Linked DNA regions of Oncorhynchus mykiss: region 1 is linked to region 2. Evidence: chromatin contacts called from public Hi-C data. All regions are on one chromosome and are shown on one strand. The core of a region is the stretch at or near the end of the contact, and the rest is flanking DNA. Distances in the headings are between cores, read along the strand shown. Region 1 holds the start of LOC110505098 (AP-1 complex-associated regulatory protein). Region 2 holds the start of LOC110505094 (polycomb group RING finger protein 1).

Evidence for each region. Hi-C and Micro-C count contacts between places; a contact is called where the count stands out from the background.
Region 1: a contact with region 2 is called in a Hi-C map of blood, with 5 times the contacts expected there. The contact joins the promoter of LOC110505098 here to the promoter of LOC110505094 in region 2. A contact is called at or near these places in 2 of 3 Hi-C or Micro-C datasets (blood and liver).

What each region holds. Positions count from the first base shown.
Region 1 is chr31:35,599,312-35,603,399 of USDA_OmykA_1.1, reverse strand. It overlaps LOC110505098 (AP-1 complex-associated regulatory protein), which reads left to right and starts at 2,642. Exons shown (of 9, transcript XM_021584069.2): 1 at 2,642-3,040. The coding sequence starts at 2,970.
Region 2 is chr31:35,276,026-35,280,401 of USDA_OmykA_1.1, reverse strand. It overlaps LOC110505094 (polycomb group RING finger protein 1), which reads right to left and starts at 1,456. Exons shown (of 9, transcript XM_021584061.2): 1 at 1,208-1,456; 2 at 167-272. The coding sequence starts at 1,294.

The DNA of each region.
Region 1 (4,088 bases), core at 1,393-3,892, 320 kb before region 2:
ATTTGAGGAAGATGGCGATAAAAATGAAGATGGGGTGTTGAAAAAGATTGGTGTCAAGTACAAACAGAGTGAGCCATGCGCCAGACTGAGTTCTGGAGGGGAAATGGAAGTGAATGAGGGCTAGTTAAGTGAGATGGAAGGTGTGGTGAAGAGCTCGGACCCGAGCCTGGTATCGATGGACATGATAAAGAAGAACCTGGTCCAGTAGGAGTGATATTTTGGTAGAAAGTGGACTCTTGCCTTTTGGTGGATCCATTGTGTGTGTCAACTGTAGGGGTGCCCATGTTGCTGGGGGGGACCGGAAGTGTCCGGTACGAGGCAGATTGAGGTGGCTAGAGTCAGAGTAGTGCAAAAGGTGTTGTATGATGATGCAGAGAAGACAGTAGAGAAGGATGGGTTAAGGGTGAGGGATCCTGAGAGTAGAACATCTGTGCCAGCAGAGGGATAGGCCAACGATTGATATATGCTTCAGTAAGGTTGGCTTCTTAGCGTTCATAAGCAATGGTTATCGACTCTATCGCAGAAATAGAATGTAAGTCACAGAAAATTGATGTTGTGGTGGCAGCTACAGGGAAGTATTTGGGCATACGATATTTGTTACAGGGTGTGTTTAGTGGTGGTATCCCAACCTTGGTGCAGAAGCAAGTAGGGTCAAAGTAGTGGAATGGGGTAGTAGGTTTCTAATGAGGTAGGGTAATTACAAATATTTACAAAACTCTAATGGATTTATACTAATGTTCAGTTGGGGGCGGAAATGCAACATATTGGATGCCAACCTCCGTTAAACTCCACAAAAGAAGAAGATTCTTTAGAGATTTAGAATGGTGAAAAAAATGCAATATGATGGCAAATACAGAGCCACTCTACCAATGGTGTAAAGTACTTAAGTAAAAAATATTTGACAGTATTACTTCAGTAGTTTTTTGGGGGGTATCTGTACTTTACTTTACTATTTATATTTTTGACTACTTTTACTTTACTACATTCCTAAAGAAAATAATGTACTTTTTACTCCATACATTTTTCCTGACACCCAAAAGTATTAGTTACATTTTGAAAAGCTTAGCAGGACAGGAAAATGGTCAAATTCACGCCCTTATTAAGAGAATATCTGTGGTCATCCCTACTGCCTCTGATCTGGCGGACTCACTAAACACACACGCTTCATTTGTAAATTATGTCTGAGTGTTGGAGTGTGTCCCTGGCTATCTGTAAATAAAAAATAAAAAACATGAAAAAGGTGCCTTCTGGCTTGCTTAATATAAGGAATTAGAAATGATGTATACTTTGACTTTTAATGCTTAAGTATATTTGATCAGTTACATTTACTTTGATACTTAAGTATATTTTAAAGCAAATACCTTTAGACTTTTACTCAAGTAGTATTTTACGATGCGACTTTCACTTTTACTTGAGTCATTTTCTATTACAGTATCTTTACTTTTACTAAAGTATGACAATTGGGTACTTTTTCCACCACTGCACTCTACAAATTAGCACTAACCTAAACAGGTCTATATTAGACAGACAAAATATGTTACAAATTTCCTCGCTATATTAGATAAGACAAAATATTTTACAACTTTCCTCGGTCTCCCCTTACTAATAGTGAGCGTGCAACTTTCAAACAATTTCCCCCACTCTTCCCTACAGCGAATCAAGGATATTCAAACCAAGTTTGAAGATATTTTTCAACAAGAGCAAAGGACAGTAATGTTACGAGTAAAGTAGTAAGCCCAGGTTTCAATAGGTGATAAAATATTAAGGTGACTTGAAAGGAGTGAGGATATTTGGACTGGCAAAGCGGTTTTATCTGCTGACTGAATGGGAGTTGATAATTCTGAGTTTTTTTATTCTCCTGGTCTCGGGGAAACAATTAAGAGTCCTCGTTGTCTGAGACGGTGTAAACATTTATCCAAGACCGAACACTCAATGTGGTCTTGAAACCAGACTTGAGTACTACAACACTGCCCAGCACTTTGAGATTTCAGCTGATGTAAGAAGGGATATATAAATACATTTGATTTGGATTTTTTTTTGTCTCAAAAGCACCATTAGGCCTATATCCCAGAGTTCCCAAATGTTGACCTCTGATGTCACCTATTAAGGAAATTACCACAATAACAACAGCAAAACATTACTTACGACTTCAAAACTTGTATTACCACCATCTCTTCACTTGGCTTTGAATGCAGTATATGCACTAAACTTAGAAGCCCAGGCTTCTCATGTATTAGATTTGGAAGGTCACAGGTAGGCTTACCCCCCAAAATCTCCTTTAACTGCAACCACTATCAATCTATACTTTTAAAGATGTCCATTTTTATGCTTACCATGTACATATGTTTATCATTGAGTGTTGAAATTATAATCTACCAAATTGCGCCAAGGGAACAATGTGTCAATGGAGAAAATAATGTTTTAAAATATATGTGGGCTACTGTAATGTTGTACAACATTTAATATGCTGTCTATGTTTTCATTTATACCAGTCCTATGTAAGAACTACAGAGGATGGGGGAAAAGACACTAAAAAGTTGTTGGTTTTACAAAAATAATGGTGGGCCTAGTAGTTTCTTGCCTGAAAAACAGTGTTTTTGGATCTGAAGCGCGCACATTTCGTTTGAGCCAGGTTAGATTCCGTAGCTAAACATGGGTCACGTGCCTAGAACGAGGAAAAGGAAGTATTGAATGAGACTTCAAAAAACCACGGCTGTTGCTAGCCACATTTTTCTGATTAATCTTGATGTTCAACAGGCTTCTGTATATAAAAATATAGGCTGTATCACGATGAGTTGTTGTGCACTGGGTGTCATGTCACCCTTTAATTTTAAGCGCTAGCTAATGTCCGCGGCGACGGGTCGAAGATTTTAGGAATGAAACGCCTGTGCTAGCTATCCAACTATTTTCTCAGAATATCCAGGAAGTTAGCGCCCAACCCAACGAAGTTGTATTTTTGACAGAATGCGATGGGGAACTGTTGGGCTTATTGTTCTGGGATCTTCAGAAGAGAAGCGAACAGGATAAAACGAGGAGGCGGGTAAGTGATACGCCCTTTAAACTAGCGTTGACCAGCTTAGGTTAGCTAGCTAGATACACGTATTCAGTGGGTTGGCTGTCATACAATAACGTTACAATGCAGCGTCAAAACCTCCACGGTGCCCAAGAGTTTATACGTGCCACAGTTGCTTGTCAAATACCTTTCTCTACTAGGTAGTTAGGTTTTTCAGCAATCATAGTTTCTAAACCTATACCCTATACTGTACCGAAGATGTTTATAACTAACCCAAGATAGACCACAGCCTATAGTTTCCAGTGTGAACAAATGAGTCATAGTGGGCAGAACAAGCATATGAAGTGGGGCAGAGTCAAGCACGAACTCGCGAGATCCTATTGGCGCATTATACTATGTATTTGCATATTTTCGTTAGGGAACGCCTGTGAAGTGCACGTGTGCAATAACTAAATTCGCCCTTGCACTCCTTAAAAAACGCGATTTTAGGAAACTTTAGCAAGAGTACATTTTTCACTAGACCCGGTGAAATATCTGTCTCATTGTTCAATCTGTGACCCTATTGTCAATACTGAAACGTTCCTCACCTTGCCTAGTGGTTAGAGCGTTGGGTCAGTAACAGAAAGGTTGCAAGATCGAATCCCCGAGCTGACAAGGTATAAATCTGTCGTTTTTTCGCTGAACAAGGCAGTTAACCCACTGTTCCTAGTCCGTCATTGTAAATAAGAATTTGTTGTTAAATAAAGGTAAAATAAAAAATCATATGGGTCTTGCCAATCATCATTTTTGGGAGTGCATAATGCGTTTCCTTCTAATATTTGATTATGCTTTATTGAATTCTAATTTAAACAAATCTAAAACATTTTGTAGGCAGAAGACTCATTCCATGCTTCCTTAGAGGGAAAATCACATTCTGAGTTGACAAATCAAAGTGTATTAGTCACGTACACAGATTTAAACTGTAGGCTTGATGTTGATATCAGTTAGGCTTTAATGTTAGTTTTGATGTATATTCCATATATATTCTGTTGAAAGAACTAGCTATGACAATCATGTAAATCCAAAGTGACCAAAA
Region 2 (4,376 bases), core at 207-2,706:
TAATGTAAATACTGTAGAATTCCATTCATTCCTATGCAGGACAACTTCTTCTGGAGAGTGACAAGGCATCAGCAATCCAGGGTTTATACACATGTCTATAACAGTTTGCCCATTTCTCAGAGGGCAAGAAGCCAAAACATTGAAAACACAGGCTGGGCCCACTTACATGTATGCAGACACTCTGTAATAGTTGTGGCATCGATGAAGTACCCAGCACAGAGATAGCACACTATGTGCTCGTTCAGGTCTTTGATCTTCAACTTGACTTCCTCCTTCAACAATAATAACATTGCTATTGAAATCTCGAGTAGAAAGTATACCTTCATTTTCTTGAATTATTTTCTGAGCAGCAACAATGTATTACATTAATGTCAAAAACGAGCTAGAATGTTTACATTCTAGAGAAGACAGGCTGATGAGTTCATTCGAATAACAATATGATGATTGCTCTTTTCCACTAGGTTGATATTTCTCACTTTGGGGGATTTGTTTGTTTTGTTTCGCACTGTTAGTTCTTACTGAACTGTTGGAGCGAGAAACATAAGCATTTCGCTTGACCTGCGATAACAGCTGCAAAATGTGTGTAGTATGTAACCAATACACACACACACACACACACAGGCAGGTTGGCGTGTCAGGTGGCTGCAACATTGTAGCAGAGTATCTATTATGCTAACGTAAGCTAACACAATGTCAATAATAACAGTGTAGAATCTATACATCTTTATTTGTAAGCTATCGCTAGCAACACAGTACGCTACACATGGAATTACAAATAAAGGACACAGGTAAGACAAATATTAGTCATTTTACAAGCAAGGTTCGATAAGTCCGTCACCAGAAGCTAGCTAGCCTAGTAAACATAATTAGCTAGCTACCTATAAACTCATTTCCATTTATCCAAAACGCAAATGCGTCTTTTAACTAATAATGTAGACCGTTACAGGTGTAAAAACCGGGGATTTAACGGTACACATTTGCACGAAGGACCTTGCAGTAGCTGCCCAGAAAACACGGGTAGACTCTTCCACACACGCCTGCGCACACGTAGGCAGCTCTCTCTCCATCACTTTGGTGACAGGAGGAAGCGCTCGCATTGCTGCTTTTCCTCGTCGTAGTTATGTAGCTAGATTCAGCTCTAATTAACTTAAACAATTCTTACTGGTCTTGTCGCTTCTATAGAGTCCGAAACTAAATTGGTACCTACCTCATTTCGTAAAGGGTCGAGCTTATATACGGACTGGAGTTGATTTCTTAGCCGCATAGCTATCGCCATTGGCCCTTGCTCCGCCATCTTTAAAAATGCTGCTTATTTCCGGGTGGAAGAGCATCAAAGATGGTGGATTAATGAAGATGTCCCACTCAGGCCGTTTACCACTGGGCGGTTTCCATTATGCTGAGCTGCAGAGCACCGGTCTATGGCCCGTGACGAGAATGGGCAAAAGCGGTGAGGGAGGAGCGCCCTTCTAAAATCGAACAGTAATCTGCTCCGCTCGGACATATTGTCAACCAGGCAGCATGGTGGATAGTCCAGAAACAACATACATATATTTTAATTGGAAATGCAAATAAAACGACATTTTTCTTGGGAAAACACAGAATCCTACTCATTACACAAGTGCTTAATTAAGTCCAGGGACAGACTGGGACAAAGATCCAGCCCGGGGCATTAACATAGACAGTACACTATAGTGCAGTGTTCCTCAACTTTTACTCTACCTATGATTGGCTAAACATGATTTTTAACAGCTCTTTTTAACCAAATACAACATGTAAAAACTCTGTTTCCTCCCTGTTGTGTTGTTTATCTCTGCTGTCGCTCTGTCTCTGCTTCTCCTTGTTGCTTCTTTGTTGTCACTGTCACTCTGTCTGTGAGCGAAACCTCTAACTCCAATGCCCAGTCAGACTAACTCATGGATTCCATTTGCATGTCTCTTCGTGTAGTTTGGAGACAGTTGAATTCTGCATATTGTTAGTTTAGCACAATTACTGGAAGTCTCCCGGGAACAGTAGCCAGCTCATCTCAAAGCAGAGAAATAGACATTCTAACTAACCAAAGGGTGTCAAACTCCTTCCATGGACAAGGCGCTAGTGTCTGCTGGTTTTGTTTTGTCTTTTCAATTAAGACCTAGACAACCTTGTGAGGGGGGTTCCTTACTAATCAGTGACCTCAATTCATCAATCAAGTATCGACGGGTTGGTTGTTTAGCAACAAAAACCGACATGTGTGCCACAGGAGATTGGTGGCACTTTAATTGGGGTGGATGGCCTCGTGGTAATGGCTGGAGCGGAATTTGTGGAATGGGATCAAATACATCCAACACATGTTTTCCATGTGTTTGATGCCATTACATTTGCACCGTTCCAGACATTATTATGAGCTGTCCGCCCCTCAGCAGCCTCCACTGGTGTGCGCAACTATGGGGCAAAACAGACAGGGTTGGCTTCGATTGTTGATAACATGTAAACTATATTTAGTCTCCAATAGTTATTCAAAAGCATAAATACATTTGCACAATGAGCACTTATGGTCTCTCAAATACATCATTACAGTTGTTGGTTAACTAGCTAACTAATTTTAGCCATATTAGCATAGACGTGAGATCAGTCAAACACCTCAAAACAAGACATGGTATCAATAACAAGATAAAACTAGCTGAAACGAGCTACCAACGATTCCCCACATGGCAGCCTCTTGTCATTGTTGCTAGCTATCTGGCCATCAAGAACATAGAGCTGGAAAGAGGCCTCATTATTGTATCCGTGCCATTATGGCATCTGTTACAGCATGGGAAGCGCCATTGAGGCTATCTCCATTTTAAACTATTCAATTTTCTTCTTCACGATTGGCTGATCCCTCCTGATGACCAAGTTGGACATGGTTCCAACAGGGTCACCAGGAAGGATCAGCCAATAAGTTTGTAATACAGCCTTATGGCCACTAGAGGCCTCTATCGTTCTCTGTGATCCTGAATCATAACAGCACACGGACGTCACGCCCCCATTGAACCATGCTCATCGTTTTCGTAAAGTTGTCAGCTAACCAGTCTATAAGGGAGGAGCGAAAACCTGCAGTCACTCGGCCCTCCATGGAATGAGTTTGTCTGACTTTAGGTAAGTAGAGAAACAACCAAAATCTTGAAATCTCTCAGTATCCCTTTAAATAACTTTTTTAGGCCTCCAGGGTGGCGCAGTGGTCTAAGGCACTGCATCACAGTGCTAGCTGTGCCACCAGAGACTCTGGGTTCAAGCCCAGGCTCTGTTGCAGCCGGCCGCGACCGGGAGGTCCATGGGGCAATGCACAATTGGCCTAGCGTCCGGGTTAGGGAGGGTTTGGCCGGTATGGATATCCTTGTTTCATCGCGCACTAGCGACTCCTGTGGCGGGCTGGGCGCAGTGCATGCTGACCAGGTCGCTAGGGGTGTTGGATGAGCACTGTGTTAAGAAGCAGTGCGGCTTGGTTGGGTTGTGTTTCGGAGGACGCATGACTCTCGACCTTCGTCTCTCCCGAGCCCGTACGGGAGTTGTAGCGATGAGAAAAGATAGTAACTACTAAAAACAATTGGATACTACAAAATTGGGGTGAAAAAAGGGGGTAAAATTCATTTAAAAAAAATACAAAAATAAAAAAATTCTTTGGGATTGGTGTCCTTTCCACGGGACGGTTGAGCTCATGCGATTAGCATGAGGTTGCAGTATCAAGAACATTTCCCAGGACATATCAGATATTGGCAGAAAGCTTAAATTATTGTTAATCTAACTGCACTATCTAATTTACAGTAGCTATTACAGTGAAATAATACCATGATATTGTTTGAGAGTGCACAATTTTGAACATGAAAAGTTATTACTAAACAAATTAGGCACATTTGGGCAGTCTTGATACAAAATGTTGAACGGAAATGCAATGGTTCATCGGATCAGTCTAAAACGTTGCACATACACTGCTGCCATTTTTTGGCCAAAATCTAAATTGCACCTGGGCTGGAATAATACATTAATGCCTTTCCCTTGCATTTCAAAGATGATGGTACAAAAAAATACAAAGGAATGAGTTTTTTTTTTCTTTGTATTATCTTTTACCAGATCTATTGTGTTATATTCTCCTACATTCCTTTCACATTTCCACAAACTTCAAAGTGTTTCCTTTCAAATGGTACCAAGAATATGCATATCCTTGCTTCAGGGCCTGAGCTCGGATCCCGAGCCTTGCATTGATGGGCATGGGTATGATAAAGATATGTTTGGTGCAGTGGGATTGAGATTTTTTAATAGGGTGGAAGCATGCGCTTTGGCTGATCCATGGGTGGTTTCAGGTTGGGTGGTGCTGTTGAGTCGGTGAAGGTAACCTGAAGTGGACTTGTGATGTGCCTTTG